Linked DNA regions of Mus musculus: region 2 is linked to region 1. Evidence: chromatin contacts called from public Micro-C data. All regions are on one chromosome and are shown on one strand. Each heading gives the region's core, a stretch centred on a gene start, on an enhancer-like site or on the middle of the called end of the contact. The rest is flanking DNA. Distances are from core to core; before and after follow the strand shown.

Region 1 (5,735 bases), core at 401-2,900:
GTGAAGATGAGGATGAGGAAGATGGTGGTGGTGATGGTGATGGTGATGAAGGAGAAGGCAGGAAGAAGAGGAGGAGAAAGAAGAGGAGGAGGATGAAGAAGAAAATGATGATGATGATGGTAAGGAGGAGGAGGAAGAGGAAGAGAAGGAAGAAGAGGAGGAGAAGGCTACCGTGGAATGCAGTGTTAAACAAAGCAATCAGGAGCCCAGGACAAACAGACCTTGATTCAGCTTCCCTCAGATTCCACCAAATAGTCTGTGTTGTTCTTAGTCCAAATCACCCTGTGGGTCCTGTTGAAAGTCAAAGGATTGACAGGCTCTCTGGAGAACCACCCTCTCCCAGGTGCAATGTTGGGTGGGTGTGAACCTTCTACTCCTCATCTACACCAGCTAGCCTGGCTCCCCCATTACACATCTATCCCCAAATCTGAATCTCCAAACCCAGGTCTGTGTCTTCACAGCGACATCACCAGTTATTTTCCACAGTGAAAACTCAAAATTTGGTAAAAGATGTGAGGGGCAGAAAGGCAAGGGGCTGTCATCTAGAAGGAACGCCTGTCCTGAAGAGCTGAGCTGCTTCCCCTCCCCTCTCTTCCCCCCATCCACACACCAGCAGAGGCAGTAGGCTCTGACGCCAGTTAGGATGGCAGCGGGATAATATTCGTTGTTCTTGAGGGATTGGTTTCGCCTACGCCATTGGGCCACACGCTGCACACCGGAACCGTCACAGTTCGAGCTAATCTGAAATAGATTTTAGTTGGAATTTTCACCAGATTTTTAAGTGAGTTTCCACAGGCTGAAGGAAGAAGGAAAGGCAGGGTGGACTGTGAATCTGCAGGCGGAAGGCGGATCTCTCCCTCATTTGAGTATTGTGGAGGTCCCTCACTCAGGAGAGCAGCCCTGGGGGGCGGGGAGGGGGTGGCCAACGGGGGTTGCTGCTCGGAAAGTCCTTTCCCGCTCTTAGCACCGGTCAGCGCCAGAGAAGGCGTCTGGTGTTATTCTCCGCTGCATTTTGGAAAGCAGCCACCACGCACAGCCTGGCCATGGAAAGCCGAAACGCTGCGGCCAGCAGGCAGGGGATGGGGTGGAAGGAGCAAACCAGTGAGGGCTGAGTGGATTGGCTAAAGGTTTGCTTTTAGTCGTGACTTTGAACGGGCTGTTCTTTAAGTTTGCAGTAGATCTACCCTTTCATCCCGCTTTCCGCCCTGACTTTAAAGTCCTTACGTGTTCCTTCTGTCATTCTAGGCTCCCACCGCCCAGAAGTGTTGCGTAGAAACATTGGGCTCATACCTCTGGTTAGAAGGATTAATAAAGAGGTTGATTTCCACCTTTTCCCTCTGGTTGTCCTAAGGAGGTTAAATGGGATATAAGGCCCGGACCTCAAACACAGCATTCAGGTTTTAGGGTCCCAAAGAATGCAGTGATTCTGAGAGACCCTATTAGCACGCTCAGGCCAGCCCTCCCCTGGCTCCCCAGCGCACGCAGCTAGCACGCAGCCAGGAGAAAATGGTGCGGGCGCGTACCGCTGTCTCCCCCCAGCGGCCGTGCGTGTGTCGCCGCAGGAACCTGGCGGCGGGGGTGGCTCGGTGCAGTCAAGCCCGCGGCTCCGCCCCGCGCTCCCCCTCCCGGCCGGCAGTGCCGCCCCCTCCGCGCCGGGCTCGGCTCAGACGGAGCAGCCGCCTCTGCAATGTCAGCAGCCGCAGCGGCGGCGGCAACGAGAGCGGCAGTGGCCCGGGCCCCGCGGTAGCCGCCAGCGCAGCACGGCCCGGCAGGCGCACAGCGCGACTCCACGGCCACCTCGCTGTCTCCGGGGCACCGCGGGCGGTTGTGCGCGCCGCGGTGCAGCTCTTAGACTCGGGACCAGCGGGTCTGCGGCCGCGCACAAAGGACCACGGACACCCGGCGTCCGGGGACTGCGCCCAGGGACCGGCCAGGAACAGCAGCTGAGCCGCGTCTCCACGCCTCCCCTCCCTGGGCTACCGGAGCCCTTGCCCGAGAAGACCCGTCATATGACAGCGGCGACAAGGCGGCCAGCGAGCGCTGGTACTGCCCGCTCCGCTGCGCCACGGCCGCCGGCTCCTAAGGTGGCCCTCGCCGCGCCCCACTAAGCGGTCGTCTGCCTCCCCCCCACAAGCCCCGTGCGTCCCAGCTATCCGGCTCGGGGAACAGGAGCCCCGGCAAGCCCCTCGCCAGAGCCGAGCCTAAGATGGCCACGCTGCTCCGTAAAATCGGGCTCATTCGCCTGCACAACCGGGACACCGAGGACCCCAAGCACCACCACAACCACCGTGGCGGAGGCGGCGGCCAGCAGAGCGCATCGCTGCGCGGCAAAGGTGGTGGTAAGAGCAGCGGCCACAAGCAGCAGCAGCAACAGCAGCACCCCGGGGGCTCAGGCGACGCCAGCCCGGGGCCCGGCAAGGGCAAGAGTAAGCGCGCGGCGGAACTGGCCGCGCGCGACAAGCAGCCGCAGCCAGCCGCGGGGGCGGCGGGGGCGGCGGGCGCCGGGGGCCCCCGGGAGCGGGCGGCGGGCGCCAGGGCGGGGCCGGGCCCCGCGGTGGCCGCGGCGGCGGCGGGCGGCAGCCTAGTGCCCGCGGCGCGCCAGCAGCACTGCACACAGGTGCGCAGCCGGCGGCTCATGAAGGAGCTCCAGGACATCGCGCGCCTCAGCGACCGCTTCATCTCGGTGGAGCTGGTAAACGAGAACCTCTTCGACTGGAACGTGAAGCTGCACCAGGTGGACAAGGACTCGGTGCTGTGGCAGGACATGAAGGAGACCAACACAGAGTTCATCCTGCTCAACCTCACCTTCCCCGATAACTTCCCCTTCTCGCCGCCCTTCATGCGGGTGCTCAGCCCGCGACTGGAGAACGGCTACGTGCTGGACGGAGGCGCCATCTGCATGGAGCTGCTCACGCCGCGCGGCTGGTCCAGCGCCTACACGGTGGAGGCCGTCATGCGCCAGTTTGCTGCCAGCCTGGTCAAGGGCCAGGTAAGACGGCCAGGAGCAGAGGCCCGGGTTGGGTGGGGAGTTCGAGGCTAGGCCTGAGATGGAAAGCGATGTTTGACCCCTCTAGGCGTAGGTGAGAACTGGCCCAGATCCTCCCGAACAAGCCTGCCAGGGACGCTTCGCCCCACCTCCTCCGCTTCTTTTCGTAAAGGATTTCTCCCTGCCTGTTTCTGTACCTGGTCTCTATACCTGACACTGATTCTACTAGAACCGCGGTGCTCTCCGGTTGTCAGTTCTCTTGCTTTCTCCCAGGTCCTCTCTCCCTTTCTTCTACTTTGCTTCAGGTTAACCTTCGGTCCTTCTTCCCTCCAACCCCTCTCCTAGCCCTCCTTTTCCCCTTTTCCACCCTCCTAAAGTCTCCCATACTTTTCCTGCCCCGCTCCACCTCTCCTCTCCAGTCTGCTTAGGTGTTCTCTAGTCAGTGTAATTGTCTCGAAGGTGTGAACTTTTCCTGAAGCCCAGAATCTAAGTGTCCAGCCCAGTACATCACACTCAGACACACACGTGAGCACGCGCGCGCGCACACACACACACACACACACACACACACACACACACACACACAGCGGGGCGGCGCGGGGAGGGGGGGCTCTTCTTCAAACCTCTCAGGTGGGCTCTGTTTAGACCAAGGCAGCTGCCTGCTGCTAAGCTCTCCCTCGCCCCATCATCCCCCCCCACCCCCGTTCCAGCAGCCATCCTTGTAAAGGTGAAAGTTCTCACGGAAAGCTCTATCCAGGCAGAAGTCTGTTTGAGTCCTTCCTGGTGGTTAGATCAGGCCAGACTCCATCCAGGGAAAGCTGCTGCGGCCAGCCCCCCTCCCAGCCTAGTACTTGCCCCTTCAAGGAACATTTCTGGGACAGATGGTGAGCCGCTGTGTCTTTCAGACCTTGCTGCTTTTCTTTGCTTCCTGTGGCCCCCCTATTGGGGTTGGGGGGAGGGAGTTTCAAAGCTAAAGATTCAACCAAGCACAGACAGGAGTGCTGAGCAGGTCACCTGAGCATTCTCAGCTATTGCACCACAGGGCTTCCTCACAGACAAGCAACCCCCAGACTTACAGGGGAAATCGATTTTCTGAGATATGCCTCCCACCCGGGTGCAGGGAAGGAAGGGCAAGATGGTTTTGTTCTCTCATGTGATATGCTGTTGGCCACATTCAAATCTGCAGCGGGCATTTCCTAAAGTTGACCCTTACAGCGTCTTTTTATCAAATCCCATTGCTATCTGGCAGGGGCATCTTCCATAGTTACAGAGAATTCTCATTTTCTTTAAAAACACCCCCCAATGACCTCCACGTGTGCTTTCTACAGTCAGCTTATCAGAAGCAATCATTTCTTTCCCGGTGCCTGCCTCTGCCCCTTTCGTGGCAGGGTACACCACACTCATCAAATGCAGCTCATTCTGCCCATTCCTTTCAAGGCTGAACCCCGCAATTAAAAACAAACAAACAAACAAACAAAAAACAACTTCAACAAAAAGGTCACTGCATCCTGAGTTATCAGGAGTCAGGCTCCTAGCAGGAGGACCCAGGGGCTCTAGAGCAGGTGCTGTGACGCCAGTTTATGAAACACTGGCCTAACTACAGTGTGAGTGTGTGTGTGTGTGAGTGTGTGTGTGTGTGTGTGTGTGTGTGTGTGTGTGTGTGTGTGTGTGTGTGTCGGATCATGTGCCACTAAGAGGGAGCCTCAGCTTCCTTTTCGATGGGGCTTATCTGAATGCAGTGGGGGGATGGTCCTCAGAAATGCCATGCTCATTTGATTTTTCAGTCAGCTCTTCAGAGAAGATGGTTTGGAAGGTGGGAGGCGTGTTGTTTGCCCCCATAGACTCAAGTCTGTAGCATTGTGGACTTGGGTGATTTAGCCTCCAGTATGCATGCTGAGCTCCAGAGAAATAATGGTTTTAAATGGCTAAGTGGGCTTGCAAAGGGAAATTTCTTGATAAATGGTTTTTACCATTCTTACTTAATGCTGTGAATGGCAGCGTCCCTCGGTGCCCTGCTTCTTCCAGGACTTGCTGCGTGTCCATGTTCTTTCTCTTTGCAACCCCAAACTGAGAGTCACTGAAGATGAGAGGATTTCTCACTGAAAACAGCAACGTTTTCCTCATCAATTTGATAAGCCAGGAGCCTCCGTTCCTTCCACCTAGTAGGTCATGTTGTACTGTCTGACGGATGTGGTACTTATGACATGATGGCCAAGGCTTGGGACTTTTTAGAACAGCAGTTTACTTTCTCTGTGTTTTCTATCCCCTGGTTTCAACATACCATTCTCCACATGAAATATTCAAGCACGGTGAAAGACATGAAGAGGTGGATAGTCATTAAAGTTTCAGGGGCTTGGGTATGACAGAGTGGCAGTATCTCTGGTAACCTGAGGACTGTGACGTGCTCATTCCTTTGCAGACCCATCACCCGAGGGCTGGCCACTCCATGTGCGGCAGTTCCCGAGTTATTTTCATAGTTAGAAGTGATGTGCTTTGGACCCATCCACATACCTAATTAGCTATTCAAAGGAAGCAGGGCTGCTACCCACCCTGTGATTACTTTAAAGAGCCGTGATACTCTGTCCTATTTGTTTACATTTCATTTTGGGGCGCATCTTCTTAAGCTGCAGTTAGGTCTACAAAGTCAAAAAGCTCAGGTTTGTACTCTAGCTGAAGAATTCAGGGATTTCATGAGGCTTTCTCTGGGCTGAATATGTGCCCTCATGTTACCAGAGTGGCTTTCATGTCG
Region 2 (5,899 bases), core at 2,693-5,192, 2.2 Mb before region 1:
GCCACAGTTCTCAGCAGCTCTCAACCTATCTGGGAACTCGCTGAGTGCCACAGCTGTGTGCGATTCTCGCTTGCTGTTATGAAAATCTCCAGCTTCTCTTAGGAGCCCTGGCTTGGTGCTGCAAGGCACAGTAGGAGACCCGGCTTAGAGGACCCTAGACCACTGAGATGCCACCAGGAGGGTTAAGGTTGCAGCTACAATCTCTCTTGTGATTCTCAGCATTTGATACACTGGGGACCAATAGATAGTTGCCTGAGGATGGCAGCAGGCTGGGCTGTAATCTGGCCCTACTGGAGAAAGTTGCAAAGTCCTAAATATACTTAACAAGAGATGTAAATCAGGGACACAAGTCCTGTGGAAGTCCCTGTAGCTTTGGCCAGGTTAGCCCAGGCTCGGGCGCTGCTGTCCCCATCCCTAGAGACCTATTCCCCTTAGTTGCACCCTAGGGGCTTTTCTGCTCTGATAATGAAGCCACCACCTAGATATTCCTAAAATAATTTCAGACCCTGGCAGTGCCCCCCCACAGCATGCTCTGGCAATCAGTGGGTGGTGATTTTTGAAGAAACAAAATTGTAAGCTAGCTTGACTGATAGCAACCTTAACTAATTAAATCCCTGTGAGAAGGGCAGTGAGAGGAAGCAGAGACTACCCACCAACAATAAGACTCTGGGAAGGCAGCACTAAAACCCAACGTTCTCTCCTGTAGAAAAGTGTCCCCAAAGAACAAGCTTCCGTCATACCTTAAGATCCCCTTAAAAACCAACTTGATCCTGGGGTAAACCTTAAGAGCTCCCACCCTCACTCCCTCTTCCCCAGTGAGTGCCCATCTTCTCCTCCTTGTTCCACAAACATTCACTTCTGCCTCAAAAGGGTGGAGCCCAAGTTCAGTTGACCTGCCAGAGAGTCCCAGCAGTCCTTAGCTTTGTGCTTGTTTCACAGCTTTGGGGCTACCAGACCTGACCAGGGAGTCCACTAGGTAGAGGCTTGGCCCACCTTTTACAGATTCCTAGGTCTGAATTTCTACTGCTTGCTTTTCCTTGACAGTCCCTGGGTTGACTCCTAGGAAATACTCTCTTGGCAGAGTCTCTCACTATCCCCATGCAGGGAAGGCTGCTTATGGTTCAGAAGATATTCCTGGTGGAGGGATCCATGGGTTATGGTGGTGTGGGTAAGCAAACTCCATGACCTTCACAGAGGACTCCTTATTCTGTATTGCTCCACTCTGTCCAAAACTGGCAATGAAGTGTGCCCCCCCCCCCACAAGGTTGTTAACTCAAGACTCCTATAGAGTTTCCAGACAGACCTGGATCACTTCTTCTGGCATATTACAGGAGCCATCAACATCTTGATCCCAAGTTTTCACTGTATGTTAAATATTGGGCAAAGGGGCTGCTTCTCAGCAGTTAGAGACAGGAGTTTCTGCTTCTGCTAGGGTATCCCCACCAGCTGCAGGTTTGTGGGTCATTTTATGACTCTCCTTTGTTCCTCACATTGCTCTCTACACCTCCCTGTTGCTCCCCACCCCTAGAGGTTCAAGCTTGGGGTTAGGAGCCACTGAGAAAGAGAGAAGGACCCATAGTCTCCGCTAGCACCTTCCAGAACTGGGTTTAAGCTCAGGTATCTTTCTTGCATCCCTGATGTGTGGCAAAGAACAGCCAACTTGCCCACACCTCCCCAACTGAGTCCACACCCTTGCTGCTACCCAGTCCTCAAGGGAAGTTACCAAAATTGCCCAGCTGGATCCTCTGGAATTATCTTGCAGTTTCCACCCATTTCCTGTCTTTGGTGCAGGAGACCTACATAGAGCGAGAAGTAGCAATGGTGGGCCAGTGGGTGTGAGGACAAAGTGTCCCCAATTCTCAATTCTTTCCCAAACCCTTTCCAAATAAGTCTAATAGACCTAAGGCAGGAGGCCCAACACCTGCAACTCAAGCAGACAGTTGTGGGAGTAATGACAAGCGGTAACCCCTCTGCCACTACATACTGGTAGGGAGATGTATTTGGACTGACTTCCTCCCTCCTTCTCTGAGGTAACAGCTCAGGGCTTATCTTTCCTGAATTTACCTGTCATCTGAAGTGAGTCCTGGGTTCACTGAGCCAGAACAATGGTCAGACCGCTCTTCTCCAGAACTTCCCTGCAGTGGTTTGTTTGTTTGGAGGATGTAAGATAAGGGTCCCAAGATTCTGGTTACAAGATGACTGAATAGCTGGGAACCAAGAAGAGGTCACAATTAGGAGCTTCAGAAGCTAGAACTCTGGGGGTTCCCTTGGGGTACCCTCCAGACTAAATCCAAGCAGGAAAGCAGGTCCTGACATTCCAAGGGGTGTTGGGGTCATGAAGTAGGCAGGGTCAGATGGAGGAAACAGCCTGATTAAGTGAGAAGATCCAACCCAGAGCAGAGAAAATGAAGATTACCTGATTTTCCCACTAGTAATTAGTAACTACTTTTAAGAGCTGTATTGTGCCTAATTACAGGCAAGGTTTAGTATCTGATTTCAAGACCTATAAGTGAGGACTTCCTGATGTTGCAGGAGACACCAGGCAAGCAAGTGTGCCTTAGCTGGTGTCCAGGGTCCCAATGGCCCTGGACAGCAGCATTCCAGTATGCATGTTGGGGCTCTCTGTCAAACCTGTCACTGTACCCCTTAATTCTCTGAGTCTGAAATTAGACCCTGAAGGTGAAGCTCCACCAGCACCGTGTGATGTGACACACTCAAGCCTCTGCCACATTATAGACAGCAGCAAGAAACGAGGCACTAGGAGTCTCTGGACATTTTGGTTCTGCACTTCCAATACCAATCTAGGGCACCATGAGCAGAAGCATCTTTCTCTGGTCAGCCGCACTGATTGAGAGAGGAGAGAGGAATGAGCATTTCAAGTCTGCCCTGAGAACAGAGCAGCCAGGCCCCTGGCTTTCAAATTGCCTGGTTCTTATTTTCCCAGCGTTTGAGATAGGAATTGGGCGGGGATGGGGGGGGGGGGTGTCGTGGGAGACTCAAAGACAGGGGACTGGCGGCTGTCCTGTCCTGTTGGACTGGCTAGTCGCAGCGCCACCTCAGGTACCTGAGCTCCACTCGTGTTGACTCTCCGCGTCTGCACACCTAGTGGACAAACGCAGGAGCCCAGGCCTTTCAGGCTTCTCCCAAACTGGAAGAGGGTGGTAGATGACTGTGGGCAAGATTTGCCAGTTCTTTTACCTTGCGAAGGTCCTTCCCCTCCTACAATTCTTTCCCCCACCCTCTAGGAGCTCTCCTCCGCTAGGCAGCGACCTCTCAGCTGGCTTGCCCATTTTAAAAGTTTTTATATTTGGAGAAGCTGACAGAGCGCGGCCGGCCACAACCCGATTCTCCAAGTGCAAGGGGGGGGGGGCAGCAATTTCCAGAGTATCTGTTGATACCAAGTGGGGCCAGAGAGACGACGCACCCTGTATCCGAGGTGTCAAGCCACGCGTAGATTTATCTGAACACTTCAGCCAAATATGTCCCATGGAGGTGCTGCAGAGCCAGCCACAGAGGAAAGGCTGTTCGCTATAGACTGTCCCCTGGCCCCAGGCCTCTTTCCCTGCCACCCCAGCTGTAGAAACGCAATCCCCGAGTTGCTTTTGTTAAAAGGGGATGGGGGAACAGATCTCCGTTGCAAAACCGGGTGTCAGACAGCTGTAAACCGGTGTCGACAGGTTGTCAAAAGCCGCGGGGGCTGGTTGGGAAGGAGCCTGCGGCCTCCGGACCCACACCAGCAGACGGGCCGTGCGCGCCCACCGGAGGAGGAGGTGGCCCGGCGGGCGCGGGGCACCACGTGCTCGCCGTGAGGGGCGGGAGCGGCCAGCGAGGGCGGGCTGGAGGCAGGGAGGGGGCGGGAGGGGAGCCAGGGGCGGGGCCTGTGCTCAAGGGGATGCCAATCAAAGCATCAACTTCAAATTGTGTCTGAGAGCCCCGCCGCCGAGCGGAGGGCGGCCGCCGCAGTCGGCGCGCGATCTCGGATACGGGCGCAGCCGGGAGCCGGGCGCCGCCAGCGAGCACTGGGCCGAGGAACAGCGAGCGGCCCCCGCCCCCGGGCCGGCCGGAGCGCGCCCGGCCCGCGGCCCGCAGCCCCCGAGTCGCGCCTCCTCGGATCGCCAGCCGGTCTTCTTGCCCGCGCAGTTAGTGTTGCCCTCCGCCACCACCGAGCCCGCGGACATGTCCTTCCCGCAGCTGGGCTACCCGCAATACCTAAGCGCCGCGGGCCCGGGCGCCTATGGTGGAGAGCGCCCTGGGGTGCTGGCTGCGGCCGCGGCTGCTGCGGCCGCCGCCTCGTCGGGCCGTCCCGGGACTGCGGAGCTGGGAGCGGGCGCGGGAGCGGCCGCGGTCACCTCGGTGCTAGGCATGTATGCCGCGGCGGGACCGTACGCGGGCGCACCCAACTACAGCGCCTTCTTGCCCTATGCCGCGGACCTCAGCCTCTTCTCGCAGATGGTGAGTGCTCCCGCCTCCCGCGCGTCCTCCTGGCCCGCACCCACGGGAGATCACCGCGCCTGGGGACATCGGGAGCGGCTGGCCCAACAGAGAAACAGAGGATCCGCAGGCAGTGTCTGGGAAAGGAACGAGAAGGGTCCTGCAGAGGGAATCCGGTGGCGGAGACCTCTTTCCCTGGGGACTCGGGAGTGCCCAGAGGCCCAGGCAGTGACCACTGTGGTCTTGGGAGGTTGGAGACCGGAGTCGAAAAGCGGGTTGCGCGCTAGTGGAGAGAAGCCTCCAGAGAAGGCCTGAGACCGCGGCAGGCTCTGGAGGTCCCGGGCAAAACCGCCAGGCTCCTCCAGTGCGACAGGGCAGGCCCGCCGGGCCCCCTCAGCCAGGGCCGCTTTACTAACACTGCCCTAACCTGGCGGCCGGCCTCGCCTGAGCGCCGCAAGAGCTTTCCCTTGGGCCCAGAAGACCTTCCTTCTCCCTCTTTGGCAGAGCAGAGATAGTTGCCCTAGACTTTGCCAAAAGGAACCGGTTAAACCTAGCGGAGTCGATCAAAAACATCCCAACAAACAATAGACATCAGCAGAGCAGAGAGGTCTCTTAATGGAGTGTGTAGGGACCATAGGAATCGGGGCTAAGAAATACTAAGTTGACATAAATTCTGGCTTCCGAAACGGTGTTTGCCTTTACTTTCGTAAGTTGCCAAACTTTTCATTTGAGCCGAAAGAAAAGCACTTTTCTTCCCGTGTTACATAAGGGAGAGTTAAAGGAACAGTGTCCCAGAGCTTAAAATAAATGGTGCTCTCCGATCTCCTGTCCCAGTGGGTGTCAGATGGGGGTGTGTGTTTAAATTTAATTCTCCACAGGAGTATTGGCCTGTCTGTCCTTCCGAATGATCACTTTTCCTTGGTTTAACGGAAAGGTCGGGCTGCTTAAACTTGAGGCCGCTAGCAAATTGCGAGGCGGGCACTGGTTTTTGGAAGGCAGCCCCCTGCTGCCCTGCTATCTTCTGGATAGAGCAATTTCCAAGAACCCTGAATTATCCAGTCTCTGGCAAAACAGACCAGACCAGACTCCTTTAAAAGGTTGGCCTCCAACTGTGCAGAAGCAAAGCGGCTAGCGCGATTTTCCGAACTTTTCTTGTAGTTTAGAAAGAAAGCCTATTTCTCAGTGGTCCGGCCAGCCAGTTGCCTTTCGGATGCTTCCCAACCAGGAAGATCAACCCCCATTTTGTTCGGACAGCCAATATGCCCCGGGAGCGATGAGAGATTTACAAGGTGCCCTTTCAAAAACAATTCCCAGCAGAGACGAGGCCGAATTTCTACTTTACGATTACAACTAAAATAATCTTGAAAAACGAAATGTACATTTTACAATGGCGAGGCACAAACGAATTCGGGCCAAAGAAGCCTCTTAGGCGCGGCCTCGATCGCTAAACTAATTAGCCAAAGAAATA

The links. Hi-C and Micro-C count contacts between places; a contact is called where the count stands out from the background.
Region 2: a Micro-C map of embryonic stem cells shows a contact between it and region 1, with 9 times the contacts expected there. The contact joins the promoter of Irx1 here to the promoter of Ube2ql1 in region 1. A contact is called at or near these places in 1 of 39 promoter capture datasets (embryonic stem cells), 3 of 484 Hi-C or Micro-C datasets (all in embryonic stem cells) and 1 of 115 datasets of contacts at active chromatin or transcription factors (embryonic stem cells).

The regions. Positions count from the first base shown.
Region 1 is chr13:69,735,812-69,741,546 of GRCm38.p6, reverse strand. It overlaps Ube2ql1 (ubiquitin-conjugating enzyme E2Q family-like 1), which reads left to right and starts at 1,650. Exons shown (of 2, transcript NM_001145162.1): 1 at 1,650-2,989. The coding sequence starts at 2,207.
Region 2 is chr13:71,961,766-71,967,664 of GRCm38.p6, reverse strand. It overlaps Irx1 (Iroquois homeobox 1), which reads left to right and starts at 3,942. Exons shown (of 4, transcript NM_010573.2): 1 at 3,942-4,452. The coding sequence starts at 4,177.